Regions from separate parts of the Bos taurus genome. Here region 1 is linked to region 2. The links are chromatin contacts, called in public Hi-C maps. All regions are on one chromosome and are shown on one strand. The core of a region is the stretch at or near the end of the contact, and the rest is flanking DNA. Distances in the headings are between cores, read along the strand shown.

The links. A called contact is a pair of places that touch in the nucleus more often than the background predicts.
Region 1: a contact with region 2 is called in a Hi-C map of an unstated tissue, with 2.4 times the contacts expected there. The contact joins the promoter of SEMA4A here to the enhancer-like site in region 2. A contact is called at or near these places in 2 of 11 Hi-C or Micro-C datasets (skeletal muscle and an unstated tissue).

The regions. Positions count from the first base shown.
Region 1 is chr3:14,619,719-14,627,261 of ARS-UCD2.0, forward strand. SEMA4A (semaphorin 4A) reads right to left here and starts at 6,272. Exons shown (of 14, transcript NM_001075440.1): 1 at 6,114-6,272; 2 at 4,210-4,370; 3 at 2,849-2,911; 4 at 2,471-2,569; 5 at 2,142-2,247; 6 at 1,197-1,313; 7 at 353-477; 8 at 15-187. The coding sequence starts at 6,255.
Region 2 is chr3:14,562,663-14,570,019 of ARS-UCD2.0, forward strand. The region is part of intron 1 of PMF1 (polyamine modulated factor 1); the gene reads right to left. Among named protein-coding and RNA genes, the nearest start is that of PMF1, 9.3 kb to the right of the region's middle. Within about 2 kb of position 2,884, at least 35 of the 102 cell types and tissues checked have an H3K27ac peak or open chromatin away from gene starts, as enhancers often do. A contact at or near this core is called in skeletal muscle, where this site is marked.

The sequences.
Region 1 (7,543 bases), core at 5,022-7,521, 60 kb after region 2:
GCCTAGTTGCTCACCACTGAGAGGTAAAGACTGCGTAGACCTGGGGATCGGTGGAGGAATTGTCTGCCAGCAGGACAGCGTGACGGATAACGTTGAAGGGAAGTTGTTCCGGCTGGGTGCAAAGCAGCTGGGCCTTTAGGAAGGTGGTCCACTTCTTCTGCAGCAACTTTTCGCCACCCACGTCATTCTAGGGGCACAATCTAAGAGTCAGAGGGTGCCCCCACTGCCCACGCGTGACCACGCCCTCTAACCCGCCCCTCACCCCATTGGACCCTAAGCGCCCAGCCCCTCCTCTGCCATCTCCCCCATTGGCTTCTCCACGGCCAGCCCCGCCTCCCACCAGGCTGTCGACCTTGCAGACTTGGGCCACCCGGGAAATGCGAAGCTTCTCGAAGAACTCAAACTCGCTGGCTGTCTCCTCGAAGAAGAAGTAGACGACCTGGGTGGAAGGAATGGCTGCCACGAAGGAGGCGTCCGCTGCACGGGAAGGGCAGATAAGCTAAGAGATGGAGCACCTAGGTGTCCTGGTTTCCCCTTTGGGAAAACCCTTGACTCTGAAGACTAGAAGGTACTAACTATGGCCCAGATCTACAGCTGATCGAGGTGTGGCCATGGGTGGGGGGAGGTACTTTAATTATTTACACAAGATGAAAGCTTCCCGGGTTTCCCTGGTGGCTCAGTGGTAAAGATCTGCCTGCCAGTGCAGAAGACAAGCATTTGATCCTTTGTCAGGGAAGATCCCACATGCAGCAGCTAAGCCTGTGGGCTTCAGCTATTGAACCTGTGCCCCAGAGCCAGAGAGACCCACAACCACTGCGAGCCCATGTGCTGCAACTACTGAAGCCTGCCTGCTCTAGAGCCTGTGCTTCCCAACAAGAGAAGCCACCACAAAGAGAAAAGCCCATGCACTGCACCCAACTGGAGAGTAGCCCCTCGCTCGCCACAATCAGAGGAAAAAAGCCTGCGCAACTACAAAGACCCAGCACAACCAAAATTTTTTTAAAATTAAACAGTTTTTTTTAAAAGAGGAAACCTCCCCAGGACAGGAGGTCTGTCGTCTTCCCTGCAGTACCACCTTGCATACAGTACGTCTCAACCAATGAGAGTTGAGTGAATTAACAGCAGTTCAGAGTGCCAGGTCTCCGGGACTTGGGGAAGGGGGCCAGACCTGTGCTGGGTGGGGCTGAGGTCCTTACGTTGTAGCCAGCGGAGGAAATTGTCAGTCTTGAGGACAGGCTGGGATCCCAGGGTGCGCAACAAGATGGGCTCACTGCCCAGGAAGTTGTTCATGGTGCCGGAATAGAGCATCCCATCTAATGTGAGGAGAGGAGGGGGGACCTTGTCAGTTGGAGGGTGCCCCTGCCCTTCTCAGATCTGCCTCTGACTGGGGTCAGCATTCACATCACTCTCTGGCCTTCTTTATTTGTTCTACACCTTCCCGTGGAGTCCCAAAGCCCAGCTCACAGCCCGCCCTGAGCACTGTTCTTAGGTCCTCCTCCCACAGGGACTGGCCAACTTTATGGCCTTCAGTGTTTGGCACTTTCCCCGCCTTTCTCTGGCTCCTCCCTCCCACACCCAGCTGAACCACTCGCCAGTTAGAATCACTCATTGTTTCTCCAGGATGGCTGTTCTGTTTCTACACATGAGGGCATACCCTTTTCTTCCAGGAACACTTTCCCTGCCCACCTACCTGTCTTTCAAGGTCCCACTCAGTCAAAGGCCACCGGCTTCAGGAAGCCAGGGGGTGGGGGGAGTGATGGTTTGTGTCCAGGAGGGCACAGCACCATGATTTCCTCTTTGCAGTCCCTACGTTTCCTAGCCCAATGCCTGGCACACCGGAGTGGCTGTTCATACAGAGTCTGCTTGTTGAACAGAAGGTGACTCTCAGGCCTCTTTCCTGTCTGAGACCCTTCCAGGACCCTCCCATCTCTGTGCATCCCTCCACATCCATCTTGCCCCACCTCCTTTGTGGCAGCTTCATCTGGTTGGGGTACCTGATACTCCCTCTGATTTTATGCTCTGAGGCTCCTGGCTTCCCCTCCCTTTGTCCTCTTGCCTTTCAGGAAATTGTCAGATTCCCTGTGTCACAGAGTGACCAGGGAAAGCAGTTATTGGGATGGACCAGGGAAACCGATACTCACCTGCCATGACAGCCGTGTGCTTATGGGTGGGGTCGAAGGGGCTTTGGCCTTTCCCCTCCACAACCCTGTCCTCCGAGATGGGCAACAGTCTGGAATCTTGGAGTTCCTAGAGGGGGGGAAGTGGCTGGGGGGGCCAGAACGCCAGAGTCTCACGTCTGGGAAAGGAGGGACACGAGGGAGGAAGGGGTAGGGGGTGCAGAGGAAAATTGACCTGGAGCTCGGAAGCTCACAAGGACCCTGGGCCGCAACATCAGAGTTTTTCAGAGCTGCAGAGGATGAGCTGGGGTGGAGGTGAGGCGGGGCCTGAGAGCCGGCGCCAGATAACTCACAATGAAGGTACAAGCAGGGCTGAAGGCAAACGTGCCGCAGGCGTAGAGGTGGGTGGAGTTGAAGGATACCAGGACACGAATAAAGTTGAAACACTGTGTCTGGGGGAGAGAGACAGTTCAGGCCTCCAGAACACTTGCCCCAGACTCCCGGCCCCTGGAGGACTGCTCCCTCACTTGCCAGGAGGGAGAAGGGCTGGACAGTGCTGAGGCAGTCCCCATAGGTCTTTATAGAACAGCAGGCCACGTGATCATGATCCTCTAGAACACGATCACTCAAACAAGCATCCTCTGCTGCCTGCCTCACCTAAGGTCATCCAGTGATGGCCTGGGGACACCAGGGCTCTCTTGCAGAGCCCCAGTATCGCCACCCCTACTTACCTCATTGCTCTTCCTCTTAAAGGCACATTCACTCTTTTTTCTGTCACTGGCTGGCCAGGGTATCTGAAGTAGGGCATTGGGAAAGGGGAGATGAAGGGAATGAGATCTTGAGCTCTCTGACCTACTACCCGCTCCTTGGCTCTGGTGTGAAATCACCAGCAGGCATAATGGTTAGTTACATGCTGGTAGGCTGTAAGAACCTCGCTTTGTGACCCTGGCTATTACTCTAATGATACTCATATTCATGAGGACACAGCTCCATGTGAGAACATGGTCAATGGAATCAGACCTGAGCTTGAACCTAGACTCAACCACTTACTGGTTGAGTGATCTTGGTCAATGGCACAGATTTCTGTATGTAAAGCACCTAATGCCATGCATGGTATACAAAGCAGCAGCTGGAAACAAAACAAAACACATTTCCTGGGGAAATTGTTAAAAATTTTCGGTTCCTCACACCTCAGAGAAACTGTATTTTTAATCCGCATCCCATATGTGCAGGTGGCCCACAGACCACATGCTGAGCAACACAGACTGTGTTGAGATGCTCAGTAATTGCTCCCTCCCTCCCTTTTTTCCTTCCCTCTCCCTTTCTCCCTTACATTATTCCTGTGAGTAGGGTGACTATAACACAGAAGCCTCAGTGATTTCTTCCAGTGGGTGGATATCACATTATTGATAAATTTGAGTCAATGTTTCTCTCATAGGTCAATTTCCATATCAGTCATTTTAGCAACTAGTATTGGGGCTTTCCTGGTAGCTCAGCTGGTAAAGAATCCGCCTGCTAATGCAGGAGATCCTGGTTCAATTCCTAGGTTGGGAAGGAGGCCCTTGAAAAGGGATAGGCTACCCACTCCAGTATTCTTGGGCTTCCCTGGTGGCTCAGCTGGTAAAGAATCTGCCTGCAATGCAAGAGACTTGGGTTCAATCCCTGGGTTGGGAAGATCCCCTGGAGAAGGGAATGGCTACCCACTCCAGTATTCTTGCCTGGAGAATTCCAGGGACTATCCACGGGGTTGCAAAGAGTCGGACACGACTGAGCAACTTTCACTTTCACTTTGTCAATTTCCGTATCAGCCATTTTATCAATTAGTATTATTCAACCAGTATTCATCGTGCCCATGAAGTGTAAGGCCACTGCTGTGTTTCTTTCTTTCTTTTTTTTTATTTTTTTATTTTTTTTGTGTTTCTTGTCTGTCATAAAAATCATACGTGTATATGTCCACACCAAGACCTGCCAATCGTTGCTGATTATAGGCAACAGCAAATTGGGTAGTTATTCATGCATAGGCAGTCCAGGCACAGGGCAGCTGCCAGCCCCCTCCTCACTTCCAGCCCGCACCCTTTCCCTGGCCTCTCACCATATTCTTCAGCCTTGGCACCCCAGGATCCTCGATATTCAAGGCCAGAATGGCCTCTCGAGCCCCCACATAGAGAGTGCCTCCGTCATCACTCAGGAGTAGAGTGTCAAAGTCCTGGAGGCCCTTTTGGTGGAAGAAGCTAAGAGCTCTGCGTCCATCCCCTGTTGAGAGGTGGTGAGAAGGGGTGAGTGATGAGAAGGCAGTGGGTAAGCAGCTGATTTATGAGAGAAAAGCAGGAGAAGGAAAGGGTTGGCAGAGTGTGCTCCCCCCAGCCTTCGCAGCCGGACCCACTCTTCAGCAGCAGATCCCTGCTTTGCCCCATCCTGCTGACAGCCTAGGAGCATTGGGTGCTGAGCTCATAGTGGAGAGGAAAGACAACCAGATTCAGGGTAATAACAGACTGGGACAGACAGAGGGTGCCCCACACTCAAGAGACAGACAAAGGGACAGGAAATAAAGTGAGGCATAAGGGATGTTCTTTCAGGCCTAGGGGGCTGCGGCTGGGCAGGACACATCAGTCCTCACAGGCAGGGAGGGCAGAGAGCAGATAGACAGACAGGAAGGTGTTGGCACCCACAGACAAGAAGGCTAGAGGTAGATAGGACTATGTGTCAGAGTAACTGTGGGTTTCAGGGGTCCCACTCACCAACCCCACTTTCCTTCCCTCCTCTACAGGAAATTTCTACCATGAGAACCACTGCCATAGGTGGAACAGAAAGAAAATGTTTTTCTCCTGAGTTTCCTGCAGGCGCCTGTATATCACCCAGACTGGGGATTTCGGCTGGCTGTGGGAGATTCCCTGAGGTCTCCCCATCACTGTGATGTGGCGGAGGTGGGCGTGTGTGCCCGTTCCCCTGGCACATAGGGCCCCTGGCACATCAGCGAGGAGAGATGAGCTTCTCAAACTCTCTCTCTCATGAGCACGTTTGCACTTTCGCATTAGAGGACTGATGAGCTAACTGTTAGCTCTGGAGGCTCAGAGAATCTTAGTACCAACCACGAAGAGGAGTTGGGGAAACATGTGGCAAGGTGCCAGAGAGGCTGGCCTCCCCAGAGCTGTATAAACCCCTCTGTCACTGAACTGATCACCCTCAAGTATGGTTGTGTGACAGCCCACCTGCCTGCCCCTGGGGACCATCAGCACCTTGGGGGCAGGGTTTATGCTTGTAATCCCAGCACCTAACACAAGGGAGGCCCTTCCATCAATGGGCAACATGCATTTCCTTTACCATGTTGCCCCAGAAAGATGCAAAAGACTCAGCCATGCCCAGGAGACCCTGCCCCTGCAACTCCGACAGGGCCCATGTCCTTTCCTGAGTCTTTTCCCTGCAGGTGGAAGGCCAGCAGCCCCCACAGCCTCAGTAAGAAACCAGTCAAGCTGTGCCTACAGGGTCCCAGGGCCCAGATACCAGCCAGGCTACTCTGGGTTCTTGTATTCCTGGTGTCCACAGTATTGGACACAGCGTGGTCCAGCATCATCTGTGCACTTGCGTGTCCTGGGTCACCAGGTCCACGGATTCCCTTAAGCCTCAAATGTCCTAGGGGCATGAAAGCAGTTATGGGTTTGAAGTGCCCAGTTTGATAACAGTGACACTGAAGGAGGGAAAGAGAAATCACCAGCTCTGGAGAACCAGAAGGCACAACGCCCCTGGCCCCCTGCTCTCCTCACCTCCCTTTCCTCAGTCTCTCCCCCAAGTGAGTTTCATCATTCACTCCTTTCTCAGCCTGAATTTCTATTTCTGGCTGTCTCTCTCTCCCTGACGCCCTCTGCCTCTCCATGACTTATCTAGTGTGGTTTCTCCAAGTCCAATTTCCTACCCCTTTCCTTCCATTCTCTCTTTCCTTCCTCCACCCCCTCCAGCCCGGGGCTGCCATCCCCTACTTCCTGACTGTCAGATCCTTACCTGCATGGTATTTGACCCTGGGTGTGGGTCCCTGCCCTTCACGCCCTGCAGTTGTCGCCGGTGGCAGGAACAGCAGGAGCAGCTGGAAGAGGAAAAGGCCCAGGAAGCTCCAGGAGTCCAGGCCCAGGGCTGGAAGGGCCATGCTCAGCCAGGGGCTGTCACTGGACGTCTCTGGGGAAACAGGCACCGGGTACTCTCTGGGTGAGCAGTCCTTACCACATCCCCCCTGGGAACCAATCAGAGAGCCCCAGGCAGCAGAAGTGTGTATGGCAGGGGGCGGGGGGGGGGATGCAGGGGAACGGGCCAGTTTCCTCTCCAGTGTGCCCTCAGAGAGTCTCACTTCCATCATTCTCACAGGCCTCACTCTGCCCCACTCTCCCCTCCGAATTGAAGTCCAGTTGTTCCCCATCCCTTATGATCTCTTTGCACCAATAGCCTGGCTCTGCCTTCCCTCACCTTACGCTCAAGGAAGTCCTTCTTGTTATCTACTCTGCCTTTCCTCCTCCCATAGCCCAGATCCCAAACCACTGCCTGGTCCTGGCTCCAGGACTTTCTGGGGAGCAGATTCCTGCACTCGCAGTATAGATTCTTCAGACTTGATTCTCCTGGCTCTTTCAGATCTCTTGATACCCAGGGCCTTGTACTCAGCCCTACCCTCTGATGACCCAAACAAGAAGACCAGGTCTGAACCGGCCTGCTCTGTTCTCTGACTCTGAGGCCTACAGGCCTCTTCTTGCAGAGAGGAGATGGGAGACCAGCCCTCCAGGCTGACTAGTAGCATCACACGGAAAGTGGCCCAGGGCAGGGAGAGGCTGGTCGTCTCCCAGCCTCTGCAGCTGCCCCCTGTCTCTCTGGTCTTAGTGCTGCTGCTATCTGTCCCCCTGGTCTCTGCATAATCCTCCCCTTGGTCTGCCACCCCTCCAGTCAGCCATCACATCTCACGTACCGTTGAGCCAGTCACAGCATAGAACCCAGGTATCCAGACTCTTGGGCGGGGGGTGCCATCCAAGAGAAAGAAGGGAGGGCTCCCAGGCCCCAGAGGTGGGGGACAGGAGACTCAGCCCGGCTGGGCCAGGAGTGCGGCCCTCCAGGTACCCATAGTGGCAAAGCCCGCACTGGGAGCTCTGGGCAAGGGAAACCAGAATTTCCACCTCTCGAGTTGTGACAGATCCCTGGCTTGGGCGGAAGTTGGTTGACTGGGAGGGGAATAAAAGGAGACACACCTCTCTCTTTGGCCCTCCTCTCACCTGTCTATCAAGAAAGTTTAAAAGGCCAGAAAGTTTCTAGGTCATTTCAGCCATCCCCCTGTCCCTCTATCGTCACAGCCAGTCTAACAAGCCTAGTCGGGATTTTACCTCTTGCTCAAGATTTCCCAGATAGGAGACATGACACCGTCTTTCATATTCCTCTTTTCACTTACCTCTCCACTC
Region 2 (7,357 bases), core at 1,634-4,133:
CATATGTAAGCACTTAGTACAGTGTACAGGGAAATGCTCCACGTTAGCTACAATTGTTATTACAATTTTCAAAGCAACAGTCCTCACCACCCCTGAAAAGTGTAGAACACAGCCAGTAACTGCATTTCCCAGGGCTGGGAAGTCTGAAGAAGGCAGGTTAGTAAAGCATCTTGATTGCAACTGCATGTGCAGGAAGAACCCCCTGACCCCACTGCAAAGAAAAGGCTACACTGTGGTCCCCAAAAAACGGCCACATTTTTCACCAATGAAAGTATTTTCTTATTGGAGTATAACTGCTTTACAATGTTGTAACTTCCTGCTGTATAAGAAGTGAATCAGCTGTATGTACGCATATATCTGCTCCCTCAGACGTTCCAGCCCGGCCCCACCCCGCCACTCTAGGGCCTCACAGACCACCACGCTGAGCTCCCTGTATCACACTGCCAGTTCCCACTAACTCCCTGTTTTACACATGGCAGTGTATTTATATCAAACCCCACCTCCCAATTCATGCCGCCCTCTCCTTCCCCCGCTGCGCCCACAGTCCGCTCTCTATGTCTGTCTCTGCTCCTGCCTTGGAACTCGGTTTATCTGCACCATTTTTCTGGATTCCTCATACACACTGGCTATATATATAAAACACATATATCGTTAATGTACGATATTTGTTTTTCTCTTTCTGACTTACTTCGTTCTGTGTAACAGATTCTAGGTCCATCGATACCTCTCCAAATGACCCAATTTCGTTTCTTTCTGTGACTGAGCCGTATTCCATCGTATTCATGTACCACGTCTTCTTTATTCATTTCTCTGTCAATAGACCTTAGGTTGCTTCCATGTCCTGGCTGTTGTAAATAGTGCTGCAAGTAACTTTAAAAACTGCATTTACTGAATTTCAAAACAGAGATGACTATACATTCACTGATTTTAACCTGTTTCTTCCTCTTATTATGCAATATCTGAGTCACCATCACTGTTTTTGAACTCACCAAAAAAGCATGTCATTCACAGCACTAAAAATTAATCGCAGGGACTTCCCTGGTGGTCCAGTGGTTAAGATTCCACATCTCTCTGATGGGGGCCTGGGTTCTATCCCTGGTCAGGGAACTAGATCCTGCATGCTGCAATTAAAAAGATCCTGCATGCAGCAACTAAGACTCAGTGCTTCCATATATAAAACAAAACAAAACCAAACAACCTCACTGTAAACTGAGTTTTCACATATGTTTAACTTAAAATATTTAAGGTCAAAATCAAGCTCTAGTGGCTAGTCAATCTGTCAGTTTACATACGCAGATAAATTGTGCAGGAATGGAAAGACAGAGGCATAGACAAGTAAACATGTGTACTGCTGCTGCTGCTGCTAAGTCACTTCAGTCGTGTCCGACTCTGTGCGACCCCAGAGACGGCAGCCCACCAGGCTCCCCCGTTCCTGGGATTCTCCAGGCAAGAACACTGGAGTGGGTTGCCATTTCCTTCTCCAATGCATGCAAGTGAAAAGTGAAAGTGAAGTCGCTCAGTCGTGTCCGACTCTTAGCGGCCCCATGGACTGCAGCCTTCCAGGCTCCTCCGTCCATGGGCTTTTCCAGGCAAGAGTACTGGAGTGGGGCGCCACTGCCTTCTCATGTGTACTAGTGCTAAAGAAACCCGGTGCGCCCTCCTCCACGGTAACCAGCTTGTTGCCTGCCTGCCCGCCTGTTCCACAGACTGTCCACCAGAGGGCGGGTGAGAACTGGCGTTTTCGTTCAATAAAGGCATGGAGGGTGAAGACAGCAATACAAATATACAGAAGCTGGGGAGCACTGTGACAGAAACCCATGCTCTCCACCTGCCACCCGCCACCTGTACAGCCGCCCTGTTTTATTAAGAAATGTTTCTCTAAAATGAAAAAAAAAAGAAAGAAAGAAAAGAGAAGAAAGAAATATTTCGCTGCTTGGTCTTTCCCCCTTCCCCCTTTTCAGCCTCAGGACTGAGAAAGAAAGGGGGGCAATAAAAACCAGAAGTGTTCCCTGATGAAAATAAGAGGTCAGTCAGCCGCATGTAAATCCAGCTAGAACATTTGCTCACACCATACATAAAAATACACTCAAAATGGCTTAAAGACTTAGATATAAGACCTAACACCAAAAAATTCCTAATAAAGAACATAGGCGAAACATTCTCTGACACAAATCATACCAATGTTTTCTTAGGTCAGTCTCCAAAGGCAACAGAAATAAAAGCAAAAATAAACAAATGGAACCTAATCCAACTTACAAGATTTCACACGGCAAAGGAAATCAGAAACGAAATGAAAAGACAACCTACGAAGTGGGAGAAAATATTTGCAATGATGTGACCAACCACAGGGTTCCCTAGAGGAAGAAACATCCAAGAGCAGCAGGAGTCTTTGAGGGAAGGACAGAAGGCCCGGCAGCAGCGTGAAGATTAGAGTGCACGCGCGCCTGGGGTGCAGATGCCGTGACGAGAAACACGCACGGGGTGCCGCCTGAGCCAGGCACTCTACGTGAAGCAACTCACTTAGTCCTCATGGTAACTGAGGAAGGGTCTACTCTCGCCGTGCCCATTTTTCAGATGCAGACGCTGAGGCAGAGAGGAGCCTGCCCAAGGTCACAGAGCTGGGACATGGTGGAGCCGTCAGCTCTGGGTCAGGCGTCCTTGGCCGCCACACAGTCTGCAGGCTGGTGGGTCAGACACACACAGTCTACAGCGTATCATGATAGGAAGAGCTGGAGGAGGGGGCTTTGGGCAGGGCTGGGGCAAGATCAGATCTGTATGTTAGAAACCCCTCTGGCTGCTGGGAGGGGGACTAAGGAGGCACAGCTGAGGTGGCGGCCGACACAGTGGGGACAGGGTGAGGTGGGTGATCTGGAAACACACGAAGAGCAGACAATCAGCACAACGGGCTGAAGCCACACACCGCAGTCTGTGAGTCACACCCACACTTCAGAAACTAGCTGCTGCCAACAGCACGCGTCATCTGCACATTCAAAGAGTGCGAGATATTTCTGAAGCACTTACTTAATCAGAATATTTTAAATATCAAACCACTCTTTTTCCTGTGAAGAACTGTTTCCTATGAACACCAACAGTCTCTGCCATTCGTTTAAAACTCAACCAGTTCACGTACACATGCGATTAGCTCTCCTTCCTTGGTCCCTGTCAGACACAGGCTTCAAGTCAGTTTCTACACATCACCCTCTGTAGCACGTGTTGGGCAGGAACGGCACCCGGACAGGCACTGGGCCAGTCTGGCACCTCAGACTCAAGAACTGTCAGTCACCGCTCACTCCCTCAGTGCCCCCGGGACGAACACCGCACGTGGCACCACTGCCGGGGGCCGTGGGGACCTGTGGCAGACTGGGCGTGCCCTCAATGGTGCCAACTTCTACCGGGGCCCCACCAACACCAACTCTAATCAACTGTCTCTCTTGGCGGGTCCTGATTTATAACAAAACACAGCAAACCTCATCTACTTGCTTTAGCTAAACAGGAAAACAGCTGTTTCTCAAGGTCCAGGAGGCTGTATGGACAAAATGAACCCTTCATTTTCAGAAGATAAGGGAGAGGTCACATATGGTAAGCTCCAACGGGGCCACATTTCTATGTCCTGAAGCCTACGAGAGGACAGATTTGGACGTCTCTGCCTCAGCTGATCCAGTGAAAGGAAGACACCCTAACTGAAGACAGGGGTATGGGTCTGTGAGGTCTGACAGCCCAGTGAGGCCAATAATCTCCCAGTCACTCTGGAGTGTATCATATAATTTGCCCCTCTGGTCAAGCTAACATGGATGGAAAAACATGAGTTGTAGGGGAATTCAATCTGCAGTTTGAAATATCCCTTTGGATAACTGACATGTGAATAGACCAGCTTTTACTCTGTAGAGATTCCTGTCCTCTGTATAAATTCTTGGTCTTTGGGATTGAGGACTTTTAATGACTTGGGAGAGGGTCAAGCATTTGGATACATCTTAAAAGGCTGTATTCATACATGACATTTGTTGAGCCCTTTCTAGGTGGAAGCCAGCCGTAAGTTCCTACTTAACTGAGAGAGGGGAAGGGCGTTCTAGCAATGAGAAAAAGCAAGTGGAAAGAGCGGGTGGTGTGTTTGCACACCAAGTGTGCCTTGCTGCACACCCACGGCCCTGATCACAGCTGGAGAGATGGGAAGGGCCAAGGGGTGAATGGCCTTTACACTAAGCTAAGGAGCTGAGCAGTCCTGAGCCAACTGAACATTATAAGCAGAAGGACATGCTCAAATCTGAGCCATAGACTGGAGGGAGGGAGCAAGATTGAGGATGGAGGGCCATTTTGGAAGCTGGTGCAATAATTCTATGAGAGACAGTGAGGGCCTGGACTGAAGCATTTGCATGACGATGGAGAGGAGATTGAGGAGACAGGCTGAAACCAACAGGGCATGGTGGCTGACTGGAAGCAAGGGGTCAATGAGGAATCCCAAATCTCTGGCCTAGAGAATGAGTAGATGGTGGTATTTTCAACCAATGTGGGGACCACAGAGGGAAGAGAAATCCTGTTTTGCTGAACGTGATGGTTCTGTGGGATACCAAGTAGAGATTTCTAGTAGTAGACTGTTAAAGATAGAGGCCTGAAGCTCGGGAGAAAGATGTGGCTTGAGAATCCTCACTTATTCCAAAGCTATTTACTGAATGTTTACTATGTGCCAGGCACCATAATAAGCAATGAGCAGAGAGTGATGAATAAGACAGATAAGATCCTGTCCTCAAGGATCTTACGTTTCATGTGGGGAAGACAGACCACAAACAAACAACAGAACAACATACTATGGTAAGTCTTTACAAAGGAATGAAATAAGGTGTTGTGATAAAGAATAACCAGGGGAGAAAGGTGGCTTTAGAGAAGATCAAGAAAACCATTTCTGGCAGAGCAAACATCAAGTGCAAACAGCCTGAGGCAGGAAAGCTCTTGACACTCTAGGGAATGAGAAGGTTAGGATGACCAAGTATAGCTGCAGAGGGGAACAAGAGGCAGGCAGGGGCTAGAACATGCGGGGCCTTGAAAGCCACAGTAAGGAGCGATGAACAGCCACTGAAGGGCTTTCAGCACAGCAAGATACCAAATGGGCTGTGATCTGCACACGTGCCGGTGAAGCAGGAGAAGGGCAATGCTCGCACATTTAAGGGACAAGTGGACGAAGAAGAGCCCGAGAAGGAGCAGCCAGTGCGGTAAAGGACAGAGGATGGTGTTGGAAGCCAAGGGAGAAATTTCAAGGACAGACAAGTGGTTAATAGTGTCAAATGCTACAAGGAGAGCACGTACATTAAAGATGAAAAAAAATCCAAAGTATTTAACAACAAAGAGTTATTATTGACCTTGAAACGAAGGTTTTAGGAGAATGGTGTCAAAATCCCCTAAGCAGAGGGAAAAAACTGGAGATGGAGAACTAGAAGCTGGGAATGCAGAGACCCAAGGTCACAGCCTGGGATGTGAAGGGAAGGACACTGACAGGGAGGGAGCTAGGAGGATGCAAGACCAGGCATCCCAGCCAAGTTTACAGGCGTCTGAACCCCTGCCTGGTGTCTCTATTCTCTCTGTGGACCAGGTGTTGAGGCCGTTTTCAGTGAGCGTGTAGAGGTAGCAGGGGAAGGGCCTGGGGGACAGGGTAAACATTTTAAATATTAATACTTCTGTGGAGAAGGGGAAGAGAGCTGACAGGAGACATGAGGATAATGGGCTCGCTGAGCGCCCAGATGAATCCCAAGAACATGGCTGTGTGGAAGCACCATTTTCCACCATGGGTGAGACTCTACAGCTGCTCAGAGGTTGAGTGCAGGGGCAGAGGAGTGCAGTCAGGACCCTGAAGGTGGGTTTCACAGCTGGTGGGGTAGGAGGATGAGGGGGCAAAGGAGCTGAGATACACAAGTGTGGCTGCCCTGCATCTCCAACTGAAACTATCCAAACAGAGGTCTTGATCTCCAACCCCGGACTCATTTCTCTCCCCCAACTCACGGGGGAGTGTTTCTTCCTCATCTCAGTAGATGGTAAAACTGCACTCAACCACCATCAGGAAGAGGCAGCATCCTCCTGGAGGTCCCCTCCCCCTCACCTTCCCTTCCAATCCAATCCGATTCTCTCTCTGATCAGCTCATATCCACCCACCCCTCTCATCTACACCATCTCTTATCTGGACTGTTTCAGCTCCTACCATGCAGTTAGCATCCCAGGCACAGGACCGTGACCTGACAAGTAGGGCAGACAAGATGATTTAGACTTAAAAATAATGGGAACGGCTTCAAAAATAAAAGCTCAACACTGACCTAATAAGTGTCATCTTAGAGTAATAAAAAATATAACACATCACCTAGTCAACTACAATTTTAATATGACTAGATAAAAATTATATTTAATATGGGATACAGATACTTCTCCCCATGACATAACCTGATTTTTAAACTTACCGTTATAACATGATCATTTTTTCCATAAGTCAGTATTATTCAAAATGGAATTTTAAATAACTCCATAGTCATGTGGCATAGGAGATCTTAGTTCCCCGACCAGAGATCAAACCTGCACACCCCGGGCAGTGGAAGCATGGTGTCTTAACCACTGGACTGCCCTCAACAGGATTTTACTAGATAGTTATTATACCTACGTAACCACCATCCTTCAAATGTTGAACATTTTTGGTGGTTTTCAACTGTTTTCTACTGAACATGCTGCATAGATATTTTTTGTACTTTTTATGATGTAAATTTTTTGACAATTTTATTTTGAAATAGTAATAGATTAGAGGAAGCTGCAAAGAAATGTGCTCTCCCCAATGTTAACATCTTACACACCATAGTACAATATCAAAACCAAGAAGCTGACACTGGTACAATCCACAGAACTCATTCAGATTTCAACAGTTATACATACATTTGTTTCTATTTGTGTATCTTTACCACATGTGTAACCTTGCATAACCACCACCTCAGTCAAGACACTCAATGCTTTTTAAATATATCTGTCATGATATGGGTTGAGGTCGCAAAAAGAAAAAAAAAAAAAAAATCAGAGTCTAGAAGCCTAGAAAGACCTTAAGGTAATCCTACCAACAATCCATTAATATCCTGCACAGCAGTCAGAGTACCTTTAAAAGATCAATCACTGTATCAGAGCATTACAAATAAATAGATTTTTAAGCCCGTGGAGAGCCATCTCCTAAGTACACACACACACACACACACACACACACACACACACACACAAAAGGATCACTCATGCCTTAAAAACATCAATGACTTTCCATTTCTCTTAGAATAAACTCCCTTGCATCTAACAAAAAATAATAACCCCTATATATAATGTAACAAAGACAGACAATGGGAAAAAA